Linked DNA regions of Mus musculus: all the other regions are linked to region 4. A link is a contact called in public ChIA-PET, HiChIP or PLAC-seq and promoter capture Hi-C data. All regions are on one chromosome and are shown on one strand. Each heading gives the region's core, a stretch centred on a gene start, on an enhancer-like site or on the middle of the called end of the contact. The rest is flanking DNA. Distances are from core to core; before and after follow the strand shown. Region 1 holds the start of Prkcz (protein kinase C, zeta). Region 2 holds the start of 1500002C15Rik (a long non-coding RNA gene). Region 3 holds the start of Cfap74 (cilia and flagella associated protein 74). Region 4 holds the start of Slc35e2 (solute carrier family 35, member E2). Region 5 has its middle 16 kb from the start of Gabrd.

Region 1 (2,700 bases), core at 16-2,515, 240 kb after region 4:
TTCTAACCTCTCCAGGGCACTGCACCCATGAGGTGTGCAAATACACAGGACTACACATGCTGGCAAAACAACAGTCATACACCTAAAATAAAAACTTTCGTCCATTTCCCAACGCTAAAATAAACAAAAATATGTCTGTGAACTCAGTGTGACACACATCTGGAATCTCAGCACTTAGGAGCCTGGGCGGGTGAGGACAAGGAGTGCTAATAGCCATGACAGAAGCTACAGAGGTGCAGAGAACCAGGTTTGAGTTCAAAGGGTTTTGAAAAATTATCTGAGGCATTACTGGGGATTACCGGGCTGGCTACAGCCTCCGTTTCTCTAATATTGAGATTGTAGGCATGCCACCATTTTTTTAAAAATTATTTTTAAGATTAAAGTGTTTAAAAGCCACTTAAAGCCTGCGGGGGTGGCATATGCCTTTAATCCCAGCACTTGGGAGCGAGAAGAAGGTGGATCTCTGAGGTCAAGGCCAGCCTGGTCTACAGAGAGAGCTCTAGGGCAGCCTGAGCTACGGAGAAAGCCTGTCTCAAAAAACAAAACAAACAAAAAGGCATCTGAAGATGACCAGGTGGCTGCCAATAGGTGTCTTCTAGAGAGAACGCGGGATGTAAGATCAGGGCCGCTGCGTCTTTTCAGCCCTCCAGCGTCACCTCAGTGCCTGGCACCAAGAAGAACCAGGCACGCGTGTGGAATGTAAAGCGAAGGGCTAAGAAGACCTTACGATTCTCCAGATCTGTTCGGCGGAGAAGCTAACTGGTGCAGAGGCGGCGAATAAAGACAGGCCCTCCTGGCTGGGGATGCGGGATGCCCCTGAAGTTGGGAGGGCTGGGACCGGAGGGCCAGACCAGCTCGCACTTTGAGGAGTTGCTCAGCTCCTCGCAACCTCGGGGACGCTGCGGACAGCTGGAGTTCGTACTCCGAAGGTCTGAAAACATCGGACAACCCGCACCTCCAAAAAGTTTGCCCGGCTTTCAGCACAACAGACCCAGCAGACTCAGAAGCACGGGGCGGAGTGGCCTGACTGTCCCTGGACTATTCGGGTCGCCGCCCGTTGCCGGGCAAAGCCACTACGTGCGCGCTCCCATTGGCCCAGGGCCGCGCCCGACAGGTAGTTCATCCTGCACTCTGGTTATTGGGCCGCGGCCGCGCGGCCCCCCGAGGATTGGCCCAGGTGGCGGCCCCGGGGAGCCCTCATTGGCCACAGGTGCCTCCCGCCTCGTGGATTGGCCGTCTCGATGGCCAGGTTCCGCCCCCATCCAGTGTGCCCCCAGCTCCGCGCACCGCCCAAGTTCCGCGGAGTTGGCGAGGCGGGTGCCGTCTGTCCCGTGCTGCGCGCTCCCTTCCGCGCGCTCCCTTCCGCGTTCCGCCGTCTGCCCCGCCTGGCAACCCGGCCCTTCTCCGGGGCCGCTAGCCATGGCCGGAGCGCCCTGGAAGCAGCGCTGACGGCGGCTGGCTGAGTGCGCCATGCCCAGCAGGACGGACCCCAAGATGGACCGGAGCGGCGGCCGCGTCCGTCTGAAGGCGCACTACGGCGGGTGAGCGCGCAGCGCCGGACAGCGGGCAAAGCGGGTTGCGCGGCGGTGGAACTTCGGGGCTGTCGGGGTGCTGCGCGCGAAGGAGGCAGGGAGGCGACGACGAGGCGCCCCGGGAGCTGCGGTGGCGCCCTTCAATGTGGCCCGAGGGAAACCTCGAGGGCGGGGCGCACTCCGCCTAGCTAGTTCTCTCTGGGCGCACACAGCAGGCAGGTGTTGTTGCGCTCCTAGCCTTGGTCTCAGTCAGGGACTTTAAGGACAAACTTGCATGGTCTATAAAAGTTTTCATCAGATTGTGAAAACCTCTGGTGCATTAAAAAAAAAAAAAGTAAAAAAAAAAAAAAAAAAAAACAACAACAAACCCAACACACCCAAGATTATTCAAATTGGCCGCTGTTTAAGTGTAAGGAAAACCTTTGATCCATGGCACGCACAAGAATGCTTGAAGTTGTGGGAACACCAGAGCACATTTTCGCAGCTTTGGTTCGGGGGGGGGGGGGGGGGACGGGGGACAGAACTTTTTGAAGCTCTCCAGAATAGTCTTGCCCTGTTTTTTAGGACAGGGATGATGGTCTTTTCCGTCACATTCCTGGAGGTGGTTTTGGGGGCTGGCCTCGGCCCTTAGCCCTGGATTCCGCCTTGTTTTCCGGGAGGGAGAGGGTGGAGTGGGGAGGGGACCGATAGGGGCATGACAGTGGTTAGTATGGTTGTCCAGGAGCATTGAGTGATGAGAGCGGAGTGATGGTGTTGGTTTTCTGGTGGCTGGTTCGCCCAGGCTGGGTCGGAGAATCCCATAATCTTGCCCCTGATTGTGTAGACAGAAGAGGGTAGAGGCCTAAGGCTTTGACAGCTTCTTGCTTAGGTGCTGTGTGTCCTGGAACCAGCCTGGGTACTCCCAGGTCAAGGGTCAAGGGTCGAGGGTCGCTGCTCTTGGGAAGGAGAAAGGGAGTGGAGTGGAATGCTGGTCCTGTGGCTGAACTGGGCTCTCAGCATTCCTAGGAGTTTTACAGAGTGGCCGGTCCCAGCCACAGAGACAAGTGACTGGTCCTTTGGAAGTGGTTCCTTGCCTGGGTAGAAGATTCTCTTTTCAGCCTCAGGCCAACTTCTGGTGGTCCTGGATTTGGAGGCGGGTTTCTGGTACAGCCAGAGAAAGAAAGATTTC
Region 2 (2,700 bases), core at 9-2,508, 130 kb before region 4:
CTTCCTTTCCCAGGGAGCGGCTGGCTGACCTAGGGTTCCCGTTAGCCACCCCTCCCCCAGCACCTGGCGGGCAGAAGCGGCCCCCATCATCCAGCCAGGCTCTGCGGCCCAGCCTGCTCCGGGCTCACCGGCCAAGTGGGGCCCGCTGCACAAGTGTGATCACGCGTGTAGTGCCTAGAGCCGGGGCGCACTCACCGGCCACAGTTGCAGTGGCAGACGCGGTCCTCGCCCCGCAGGTGCGGGAGGATGTAGTTATGGAATCGGTCCAGCAGCGCGTTCATGTCCATCAAGCACGCGATGGCCTGGAAGAGCCCATGACCGGTCAGGGCGAGGAGTGGGCCGGGCCGAAAGGGGTGCCAAGGGGGAGTACTAGACTGCAGGGGTGGGTGGGTGGGTGGGGAAACGCAGGGCAACCAGGGCGAGGGCAGCGCAAGATCGCAGCGAGGGCAGCGCAGGCCGCACGGGCCGGTAAACAAGGAAGCGAGGTGGGGTAGGCGCGCGCGCGGGCGGGCGGCAGAAGCAGGGGGCGCGCGCGGGAAGCCCCTCCGCTCACCATCACGATCGACGCCCCCAGAATCATGAAGATCATGGTGTTCGCACTCATGGACATCGGGCGGGGCCGGGCCGGGCCGGAGCGCCGCCCCCCGGCCCCGGTGCCCCTCCCGGCCCCGGCCCGATGCTTAGCCCGCGCCGCCTCCGCAGAGGTCAGCGCTCGCGCGCCGGGCCGCCGCGGACCCCGGGGGCAGGCGCGGGCACAGGCAGCCGAGATGTGGGGGCTGACGTGGGGTCGCTCGCCTGTCGCCCGTTGCTGGCAGCCCTCCGCTCCGCCCTCCGGTGCTCCCTGCGCCCGGCTCCCTGCGGTCTGCGCGGCGGCCCCCTCCCTCCTCCCTCTTCCCTCCTCCAGGCTTCTCCCTCCCTCCTTTTCTTCTTCACTATCTCCTCCCTCCTCCTCCTGCCTCCGCCTCCGGGGAGGGACTTCGCCGCCCCGCGCCAGCATCCAGGGGCGAGGTTCTCCACTCCTGTCCCTGTGACGCAGCCCGAGACCCCTCCCCTCCGGCCTCGGCTCCACATTGTGCCCCATGTCATCAGCCTTGGCTCCGGTCTCCCTGCCCAGTGCCGCGCTGGACTGGGCCTTGGCCTGGACCAGGTGGTCGTTTCTGCTCTACTTCCCCAAGTAAGGCCCCTCCTTCTGGTTCTCCGGGTTCCAGAGAGGGACAGGAAGTGTCAGCACCCGCCTCCTCCAGCAAGAAAGTGCCATCAGAGGAGGGGCCTGGAAAGTCAGAGGAACCAGGGACTAATGACTACATGAGCAGAGGTAGGAGGGCAGGAGGGTAGGCGATACGGATGCGATGCGGAATGGGCCAAGTATGCCATAAAGATCGTGGCAGTTGTGGGAAAGACTAGGCGATTTCTGAGGAGGAAGGGGTGCTGGAACAGCTGCCAGCGTCTATGATCCTCTTGTGGCTGCCGGTCATGCTGGGATTGAGTCCCAAGCCCTGTGCTGGCCACAGAGCTGACAACAGAAGAACCAACCCTGCCCTGTGTTGGAAAGCAGGAAGAGGACAGCTGACCTCCAGCCCCCCAAGTCCAGACCCCACTGTATCTGAAGGTTCCAACAGGAGTTCAGTTATATCAGCTCACACAGGCCCTGAGCTGTTAAGGCACCAGGGTCCGGCCCTACTTCTCAGAAGGGTGCTCTCAGGTTTATCACAGGGTTGGACTCAATGGCCGAGTAGTCTCTTCCTCAGCAGGGAGTCAGGCCAGGAATTCAGGACAAACCAAAGACTTCTAGCAGCACCTATTTTGTGGCAATTCCAAGGTTTTTTTTCCCCTTAATAAGACAGCCTGTTGCTTTATTTAGGTTTCTGTACAATTCAGCAGTGGAGAGAAAAGGGCCAACAACAGACACTTGCTGTAGGCTGTAGAGTAAACCATCTTTATTTCTTTTGGTTAAAAACAATGGATTTGAATCTGGCATTTCTGCGTACGTCTCATTCCATATGTACAGTACATTGATGATGTACACCTAGCAGTAAAAACAAATATCTGAAAGGAAAACACACTGAAAAAGTGGCTTCAACAAAGGTGGCTGTGCAGGGCAGGCCATGCACCGAGCACAGGAGGCTCAGTAGAAGCAGACAGTATGCAGAAAGGCCCGGCCACTCTTCTCCTCGAACTCCTGCAGCAGCTCGTCGATTTCATTCTCCATGTCCTCAGTGTGCTGGATCTGGGAAAAGCACGGCCTTGAGTGAACCCGGGCATTGTGACGCGCCTTCCCTGACCCTGCCCTCCACTGATCTTCACTTCTGCAGGGACCCAGGCTTCAGGATAGCTCCCTCACAGCCTGTTCCTACCAGACATATACAACATATCATAGGAGTACCCCATATTGGGAGTGGGACGGCTAGATTCAAAGGGAGGCCTGGACCCCAAGGCTGGAACTCAGGTTCTGTTCTCAGGCGTCGTAGGTACATGAAAGCCTCATCAACCAGTGCTATCCCAAATCTGCAATGAGTGAAGTGAGGCACACAGATACCGGCATGCATTTTCCTACAGTCGTCCAGTGTGAATGCTGACTATGCTTTGTGCACTGCAGCATCAACTTCACATCTGGCCTCCACCCTCCAGACACCTATTGGTTCTTCTCCTGGTTGTGAAAACTTAAAAGGTGACCAGGCATTGCCAGTAGTAGTCCCTTGA
Region 3 (2,700 bases), core at 141-2,640, 190 kb after region 4:
CTCTTAGCCATGGAACGTTATGTTTTTACTGGTTCGGAGGATTGGGACGTTGGGTGTCCCTGGGGCCACTGTACTGCCTGTTCTATCTTTTCTTCTGAGAGGACAGCCCTCTCCTTAGAGAGGGCTGCAGAAACTCTCACTTGTCACAGGAGTTTTCCAGGGTTGCCATAACAAAGTGCTCCAACTTGAATTCTTTACACAACAGAAATGTATTCTGTCAGTCTTGAAGCTCGTCTTATTTATTTTAAAGACAAGAAGGGGAGGGCTTCAAGCTGGGTGTGGTGGCACAGGCCTTTTAGTCCCAGCACTCGGGAAGCAGACGTAGGTACATCTCTGAGTTTGAGGCCAGCCTGGTCTGCAGAGCAAGTTCCAGGACAACCAGGACCATACAGAAAAACCCTTTCTCAAAAACCAATCAAACCATTAACAAAAACTACTGTTCAGGAATAAATTTCTAATCTAAGATAAGCAAAGGTGTGCGGTTACACACGAGGAGAAGTGAGAATCACGGGTTTGTTCATAGTTAACCAGGAGAGGAGGGTACTATGTTATGGGTGAAGACAAGATTCTATTTATTGGCTTGGGTGGGCTTTTGATAAATTGTTTGATAATCAGTTCTTAAATTGTACACAAGAAGGTAGGCATCATTTGTTTGAAGACAATATTCATCAATGAATACCTGAGCAGTCTACTCATTACCTAGCTCACATTACTTACTAGTCCACTCATTACTTGGCCCACAGCACACCTTCATTCAGGGTGTATTTTGCTAAGCATTTTTACCCAGATAAGGGAGTCATTTTATGGAAAAATCAAGCTAAGGAGGCCTATCCACTTGCAATGAAGGGTTTTGTATTTAAAGCCAGGCTGGAACAGCGGGAGGTGACTCTTACTTTCAGCTCTCAGACTGATGCCTGGCTCTTCACCAGCAGGATTGATGCTGACGCTTCATAGGCTGTGGTAACCACGTGACTCACCGCCACGTGTCCACGCAGAAAAGTTACCCCTTGTTCAGCGCATCCTCAGTGCAGCCCCAAGGCTGAAGTCGCCAGTACCCACCTCTCTGGGCAGCCCAGTGATGTCCCTCAGCGATGAGACTTCAGCAAAGGTCCCCCAAGAGTGGGCTGCACTGTTGGCAAACCTCCTCAGGAACGGCTCCTCGGTGGTGGTCCCTCAGCAGCAACAACCTCTCAAGAATGGTCCCTGGCGACTGCCCCTTAGCAACAGCTCCTCACAAATGACCCCTAGAAAGTGGTCCAGTAACTAGGTCGCCTCCCAGAAACAGATCCTCGGCGACGGTTCCTCAGCACTGGCCCCCGCAGAATCAGTTCCTTAAGCCGCTAGACCATGGCCTCTTAACGGCCCGACTGCCCCCAGCCACCGTGGGTCTGAGGCTGCGTAGTTTGGGCGCGCAGCTCCATGGCAACGGAAGGCTGCTTTGGGGTAGCGGGCGGGGCTGAGGCTGCGGAGGGAGAGCTTGTGCGCAGGCGTAGTGCAACAGCGGGGGTAAAGTGGGACGAGCATCGCGGAGGGCAGAGTCAAAGCTGACTGTTGCCCAGACGATTCTCCTGGAGACTGGGGCAGGTGCTCGAGAACTTGTCTAAAGCCAGTTGAAACTTGGGTCAACTGCTTACTTAAAAGACCATTTACGCAGAAGTTAGGATCTCCTGCGTCTCTTGGATCTGAATTCTGGCTCTCCCAGGGCTTTGCAGCCTGTGTTGTGCCCTCTAGGTGGTGACATCTGACTCCTCTGGATAACTCACAGGACTCTTTGGATTGTTTTTGGTCGTTTAAGTTGGCGTGGTCACTAGTCCGGGCAGGAGGTGGGCTCAACAGTGGACAGGACATGTTCCCTTTCCTCAGAGTCGCAGGGATGACTGGCAACTCCTGTAGTTTTGTCTTGGAGATGGAGAACCTTCAGCGTTAAGAAGTCCTCAAAATAATACAGAGCCTGTGGAAATGTCAGTGGAGATTGGTGGGGGGTACCTCTGCACTCCCTTCAGATACTTTGCCTGTGAAATACCACTGCAATACTGTATAGGTGTGTGTGTGGCTGGGGATCGAACCCAGGTGTTCTATAAGTTTAGAGCTTTGTGTATGGAAGCCGGATGTCCTAGTAAAGCAATTTGGGAAAGATAGCCAGTTGGTTTGTAACCTTTAGCTGAGGGAGAATGTGAACTGGGCCTCCTACTCTGGGTTGACCCTGGTATATGGCTGAGCAGAGAGGGTTGTGAAGTAACCATATCCAATACTAATATTTGTGGTATGAAGTATAATCCCCACTATAGTAAAATAAGTGAATAAATTGGTCTTCTCTTTCACGTTGCCTCAAATATTTGTTTACAGGGACAAAACTCTGACTAACACATGTAATTTTCTCTGGGGTATACTATACTCCTCTGTTAGGCTGGCCAAGCCTGTCAGGTATACATTAGGTTTGCCTCCCTTCCACTTTTTTTGTTTTGTTTTGTTTTTTGAGACAGGGTTTCTCTGTGCAGCCCTGGCTGTCCTGGAACTCACTCTGTAGACCAGGCTGGCCTCGAACTCAGAAATCCACCTGCCTCTGCCTCCCAAGTGCTGGGATTAAAGGCGTATGCTACCATGCCCGGCTCCCTTCCACTTTTATCTCAATATGCCAGTTGGGAATCAAGAACCAAAGGATTTCTCAGTTCAATTCTTCTTCTTCTTCTTCTTCTTCTT
Region 4 (2,700 bases), core at 139-2,638:
ATAAAAGCCTTCCTATCTCTTCACTTAATGGGCCTTCTTTTGCTATTTAAAATTCTCTCGGTGTGCTTTCAAATGTGCTCTGCAACCAGGGATACTTGTAGTACAGTCCCATAATTGCGGTACTGAGAGGATGAGGCAGGAGGGTCACAAGTTTAAGGCCAGACTGGGCTACCCTGTAAAGATCCTGTCTTAAAAGAAAAAAGAAAAAGAAAAAAAAGCACAAAAAATTATTTTCCAGTTTTTTTTAATAGAGTACATTCATCCCATGAGCGGGCGACTAGACAAACACTGAACAAGGGCCCCCCCACCCCCACCCCCAGTCTGCAGTTTTACTTTTTGTTTTATTTTGCATTTCAAGGGTTCAAAACATCAATGCTGCAAAGAGCCTGTTTCATGCCTGAAAAGTACCGGTTGGAGAAAAACCGCTGGCAGGCTAAAATAAAGTTGAGGCTTGGGACCTGGCTGAGTCGCCCATTCCACGGCACAAAATAAGACGTTTGGGGAGGCAAAATCAGTACACGCCGACAGATGACAGGGTGCCTGCACCTGTCATTGGGTATCGCTTCCTTTCCGGCGCCTGCTGCAGTCACAGCCCGCCCGCGATCCCCCCGCCCCGGTGCCCATCACTGTCCCCACCCTACCTGTGCGTCCAGCCCGGCGAAGCCCGCCACCTGCGCGCCCGGTGCCAACCCGGGCTGACTCCAGGACGGGATGCCCCCGGCCCCCGATGGGGTTCAGTTCTGGGGCTGCCACTGGAGTTTATGCAGAGCCTCAGCCCACGCCCACGGAAGATGCAGCCCGCGCCCGCCTCGGGGCCGAGCAGCTTTAGGCAGAGCGGTCCAGAGTCAAGGGCGAGAGCCGCGAGCCCTCCCACAGCCCTCCTAAGGGTTTAGATTTGGGACACACACACGGGTGGGCGGGGAGAGAGCCGGACGTGACGCACCGGAAGCTGTTACGGGGGGGGGGGGAAGGACACACTCCACACAGGCACACAATGGCACCTTCCAGAACGTTCCACCGCGGCCCACCACGGGGAGCCAGGACACCCTCACGGCGCGTTCGCACCTTCCGTAGCGGCCCACCGCAAACCACGGGGCGGGCGACGATGCGGGGCCACAGCACCGCCTTGCGGCCTCCTGTGGGCGCCTCCGGAGCGTCCCACCTCTGCGGGGTCCGCCATGCTGGGCCAGCGTGCAGGTGTCGCTCCTCTGGCCTGTGGTACATTCCGGAACGTTCCACCGAGACCAAGGTGAAGGAGCCAATCCTCTGAGGCCGCGAAGGTGCCGCCCTCTAGGTCAGACCCAGGGGCTTGATTTCAAGGATCCTAAAATCTGACCAGAAAGTCACAAGACGAGAAGCGCTCAGTGGCGAACGTGCGAGGAACCCCCGTGCTCTCCGAGTCTTGGACGCTGCCGGGATGGGGGCGGGGTCAGCACCATGGGGGCGGGGCCAGCAGCATAGCGACGGGGCGCTCATTGGTCGAGCCTCAGAGGCCCCGCCTTCCTGCAGGACGCTTGCTCTGTCGCCTGATCTCCCCAAGTAGCCGCCGGCTGTGAGATGCTTCCTGGCCCCTTTTATCCCTGAAGGTCATTTTGTGGAGAGGTTTGAGGTTGTGCCTTGCCTCAGCTCTGCTTTTGGTGAAACCTTCCTTTGTTTTTTTCTTGGTTGTTTGAAAACTAGTAAGGTTTCTCCTTCAGATCTCGCACAGTGAGTTGGAGCTTCTTAAACCTTTTCCACTAGAAAACCCTTTCCATATGCAAATCAAACGTTTACTGATAATCAACCTTAAGTCTATCTTAAAACAATTCTTTGCCCGGTGCCGGAGACCAGCCTGGTCCACTTAGTGAGTTCCTGGACAACCAGGTCTATGTAGAGAGACCCTGTCTCAGCAAACAAAAAACAAGTCTTTAGAACACAATGGCACAGTGCAGTTTTACCACTTAAAAGCAAAGGCAAACTGGCTTACGAATGAGAAGATGTGCTTTTTAAATTTTCGCACAGATCATTAAATCTTGACTGAATATCCCATACCACTGGACATAGAGTATCTTCAGCATTTTTCAGAGTTGATGTTTTGATTTTATCAAAACCAAAGTGTGTTTGATTTTGTTGAATTGACGTATGTTTTAGAACCGTATCAGTTGGAAATTCTGTCCTAACCACAAGCCAAGTTTTAACGATTTTTAAAAATGAAACTCAACTCAGAAACTTACGCAAGAATTTTGTTGTTGTTGGGTTCTTTCCTTTGTTTGTTTTTGTCTTTTAAGATAGTGTCTCACTGAGCCGGCATGGTGGCACACACCTTTAATCCCAGCACTCAGGAGGCAGAGGCAGGGGAATTTCTGAGTTCGAGGCCAGCCTGGTCTACAAAGTGAGTTCTAGGACAGCCAGAGCTACACAGAGAAACCCTGTCTCGAAAAAAAAAAAAAAAAAAAAAAAGATAGTGTCTCACTATGTACCCCTGTCTGGCCTGGAACTCACTGTGTACATCAGGCTAGTCTTGAACTCACAGAAATAGACATCTCTGCCTCTCACACTCTGGAATTATGCGCACCTATGTAAGCATTTTTTAATTGAGTTGTTTTATTTGGTCATTGTTGTTTTGTATTTGTTTTGTTTTGAGACAGGGCTGGTGTATCCCTGGCTGGCTTCGGATTTGATGTACAGCCAGGGCTGACCCTGACCTTGCTCTTACCCCAC
Region 5 (2,700 bases), core at 80-2,579, 220 kb after region 4:
CTCCTGCCACCTTGGCTACTTTGTGCTAAAAGATGAGGTTGTGTGGCTTTACAGGACATCCAGAGGGTGGAAGCACTGGATCCTGGTATGATCAGGAACTGCAATGATAGAATGTGTCTAGGAGCCAGCAGGGAGCAGGTGGCCAAGCAAAGGCAGATCTGGGTCAGCTGGGGCTCCAGTTCCTGACAACAGGAGAGGCAGAACAAACCCAACCACCTTGGGACGCCACAGGACAGGAATGTCCCTTCTCGAGCCCAGGGGCTGGGACTTTTTCTTCATCTCTTTATGTCCGTTCTTCAGTCTTCCTACATGGTTACTGTTTCCACCTCCACTGGTTCAAAGAGTTACCTGGGGATGGGGACACATTGTGTCCCCACATAGGGCACAATGTAGTTAGTCAAGACAACCTAATGCTACATCTTTCCATTAGTGCAGTCTAGGTTCCACTCCCAGGAGAGCAGGGTCAGCTCCAGCTCTCTGGGCCTTTGGGGGAGGAGCTGGTGGGTTCAAGTTTTCAGAGCTGCTGAATTCACCTGGACCCAGAGGCCAGCAGCCTAACACCCCTCCGACTACACAACCTGCTAGCTTCAGCACCCGCCTCTGCCCTGCCTCTTGCCGCCTGCAGTCTGCCCTCTTTCTGCTGCATGTACCCACGGGGAGCTATTTAAAGCGGCCTTTGCGATTGCCTTGGGCTCCCACGCAGCCAGGCCCACCCGGGCAGCAGCCTTCGCCTGATTCTGCAACCAGCAATCACTCCCTCAGCCTGCAGGCTTCTATTTCTGCCCACATGTTTACAGGGCAGGAGGAAGGACAGGAAGGATTGATGCTTTTCAAACACCAGTTTCTGTTCCAGTGGTGAGGACAGGAGCTGACTGAAGGCTAGGGGTGGATCAAGGGCTGCAGCTGAGAAGAGCCAGCTTGGAAAGAGGATGTCAGTGCCTCCTGCCTGCAATGGCACCAGGGACAAAGGGTGACAGGCAGGGGGCTTTTCATCCTAGCAGGGACAGCTCTTGGAACTGAGAGTGCCCTCCTCTTTGTCCTGGGCTGGAGTGCATGCTTTGAATGTGGACTGTACCTCCCTGAGGCTGGGCCTGGATGTCAGGAGACAGCCCTGTTTTTCTCTGGCAGCAAGGACAGGACAATCTCCCAGACTCAAGGTGAGAAGATATGCAGGGTATCAAAAGAGCTGAGACAGGTCTGGGGTCAGGGTTCCTATTTTCTAGGGCTACAAACTGTTCTATCAGAGCTATGGAGACCAGAAGTCATGAGCCTAGGAGTAGGCAGACTGGCTCCAGGGAAAATTTTACCCCGACCTCCCTCTGCTTCCTGGGTGGCCTGCACTACTGGGATTTAAGATTTATTGCCCTGACCTCTGTGTCCATTATCACACGCTTGGCTTCTGTCCCTTCTCTTCTTACACAAACACCTGCAAACTGGAGCGTGGCTCATCTTAGCCAATTATATCTGCAAGAACCCTATTTCCAAGTAAGCCACATTCTGAGATTCTGGGTGTGAAGCGTCCTAGGGGGAAGTTGTTCAGCTCAGCCCAGATGGCAACCCCAGAAGCAGGAGAGTATGGTGCAGGGAGAGAATGGGAAAGAGAAAGAGCAGGGAATGTGTTTTGTGACCCAGAGCAAGGAGTGGGCATCCCACTGTGTATGTACGTGTGTATATCTATTCATCATCTCGAACCACGCCCAGTGAACAACTGGCCCCAGGTCCCTAAAGCTTTCAAGCTGAGTGAGCATTTCCAGGGTCATGGTATTACCGGAAAGCAAGACCTGTCTCCTTCGACTTAACAACTAGGGCCAACCAGGGTCATCTCCGACTCAGCCATTAATACTGCTTGCATACACTTAGGCTTCACATTAAGTCCACTTGTGATGCCTATGTAGCTGTCATTGTAGCAACTGTCATGGTAGCAACATTGTAGCAACAGCCACCAAAAAAGACAATGAGAGGTTGATGAAATGAGCTTAGCTATTCCTTCATCTGTAGTAGCCCCAAGGAGTGAGTCCATACCTGCATGAATCTGCTCCTCTATCAACTTCAAGGCTTAGGTGCCTCTGATGCAGTGACCCATGCCCTTCCAGGTGCTGGTCTTGGTCATCTTGACCACACAGCAGTCACTGGGCAACTGTATGCCCAAGGGAATCTCCAGTAGTAAGCCCCCTGAGATCCAGAACTTTCCTTCCCAGCCTTTGTGAGGTTCACATGTTAACCCCAAACCACAGAGACTCTGACTTGACTTCTTTTACTGTAAACTTTGTTTCACAGGTGGAGGAAACAATAGCCTGTGTGTTAAGCTCTAATGGAAAAGGTATCCATCCTGGCGGTTAACAGCCAAGGAATACCACAAAGCTACACTACACAATAAACCTCCCACAGCATATTTATTGGGAAGGAAGAGTCAGTAGGGTGGCTGCCTCTGCTCGGGTGAGAAGCAGCAGAGAGCTAATCAGAAGATAAGATTATGGGGGATTTCTTGTGGGGCAGAGCTTTCCAGGGTAGGGATTGGTGGGATTTCAAGTCCTGAGTTTAGGCTTTTTACTCTGTCCAGCTGTTAGGGCAATTGGAGTGTTCTATGGGTGGAACCTGATGGTTGCAGGTACTTGGGAGAGGGGCCTGGCCACTTGCATGACTGAAGGGCCTCCCCCATTTTGTTTATTATCGATAAACAATAAGGGATCAGGAAAGGGG

The links. Promoter capture Hi-C pulls out the DNA fragments that hold promoters and counts their contacts. ChIA-PET counts read pairs in DNA pulled down with a chosen protein or histone mark. HiChIP or PLAC-seq counts read pairs in DNA pulled down with a chosen protein or histone mark. Capture Hi-C pulls out chosen DNA fragments and counts their contacts.
Region 1: a promoter capture Hi-C map of adipose tissue shows a contact between it and region 4. The contact joins the promoter of Prkcz here to the promoter of Slc35e2 in region 4. A contact is called at or near these places in 5 of 39 promoter capture datasets (the 3T3-L1 cell line, the C10 cell line, cranial neural crest and 2 more), 1 of 15 datasets of contacts at CTCF or cohesin (pro-B cells), 2 of 484 Hi-C or Micro-C datasets (both in embryonic stem cells), 10 of 115 datasets of contacts at active chromatin or transcription factors (embryonic stem cells, epiblast stem cells, extraembryonic endoderm stem cells and 4 more) and 1 of 9 other capture datasets (adipose tissue).
Region 2: an RNA polymerase II ChIA-PET map of effector CD8 T cells shows a contact between it and region 4, with 120 read pairs. The contact joins the promoter of 1500002C15Rik here to the promoter of Slc35e2 in region 4. A contact is called at or near these places in 8 of 39 promoter capture datasets (cranial neural crest, embryonic stem cells, maxillary cranial neural crest and 2 more), 1 of 484 Hi-C or Micro-C datasets (embryonic stem cells), 11 of 115 datasets of contacts at active chromatin or transcription factors (the SCID.adh cell line, bone marrow-derived macrophages, effector CD8 T cells and 4 more) and 3 of 9 other capture datasets (adipose tissue, liver and pancreatic islet).
Region 3: a contact with region 4 is called in an H3K27ac HiChIP or PLAC-seq map of microglia, with 6 times the contacts expected there. The contact joins the promoter of Cfap74 here to the promoter of Slc35e2 in region 4. A contact is called at or near these places in 12 of 39 promoter capture datasets (the 3T3-L1 cell line, the C10 cell line, the SN4741 cell line and 6 more), 1 of 484 Hi-C or Micro-C datasets (embryonic stem cells), 4 of 115 datasets of contacts at active chromatin or transcription factors (embryonic stem cells and microglia) and 1 of 9 other capture datasets (pancreatic islet).
Region 5: a contact with region 4 is called in a promoter capture Hi-C map of hippocampal neurons, with 2.1 times the contacts expected there. The contact joins the enhancer-like site here to the promoter of Slc35e2 in region 4. A contact is called at or near these places in 10 of 39 promoter capture datasets (the 3T3-L1 cell line, the C10 cell line, cranial neural crest and 6 more), 4 of 484 Hi-C or Micro-C datasets (brain, embryonic stem cells, gonadal supporting cells and 1 more), 4 of 115 datasets of contacts at active chromatin or transcription factors (embryonic stem cells and epiblast stem cells) and 2 of 9 other capture datasets (adipose tissue and pancreatic islet).

The regions. Positions count from the first base shown.
Region 1 is chr4:155,359,993-155,362,692 of GRCm38.p6, reverse strand. It overlaps Prkcz (protein kinase C, zeta), which reads left to right and starts at 1,265. Exons shown (of 18, transcript NM_008860.3): 1 at 1,265-1,541. The coding sequence starts at 1,471.
Region 2 is chr4:155,733,000-155,735,699 of GRCm38.p6, reverse strand. It overlaps 1500002C15Rik (a long non-coding RNA gene), which reads left to right and starts at 1,258. Exons shown (of 2, transcript XR_001784583.2): 1 at 1,258-1,315. It overlaps Ssu72 (Ssu72 RNA polymerase II CTD phosphatase homolog (yeast)), which reads right to left. Exons shown (of 5, transcript NM_026899.3): 5 at 1,821-2,227. The coding sequence ends at 2,126. Tmem240 (transmembrane protein 240) reads right to left here and starts at 896. Exons shown (of 4, transcript NM_001101506.1): 1 at 554-896; 2 at 196-302. The coding sequence starts at 610.
Region 3 is chr4:155,407,930-155,410,629 of GRCm38.p6, reverse strand. Cfap74 (cilia and flagella associated protein 74) reads right to left here and starts at 1,390. Exons shown (of 39, transcript NM_001368738.1): 1 at 1,060-1,390. The region is part of intron 2 of 5830444B04Rik (RIKEN cDNA 5830444B04 gene); the gene reads left to right.
Region 4 is chr4:155,600,104-155,602,803 of GRCm38.p6, reverse strand. It overlaps Slc35e2 (solute carrier family 35, member E2), which reads right to left and starts at 1,388. Exons shown (of 9, transcript NM_177186.4): 1 at 1,066-1,388.
Region 5 is chr4:155,380,975-155,383,674 of GRCm38.p6, reverse strand. No RefSeq gene overlaps it. Among named protein-coding and RNA genes, the nearest start is that of Gabrd, 16 kb to the left of the region's middle. Within about 2 kb of position 1,329, at least 28 of the 459 cell types and tissues checked have an H3K27ac peak or open chromatin away from gene starts, as enhancers often do. A contact at or near this core is called in hippocampal neurons, where this site is marked.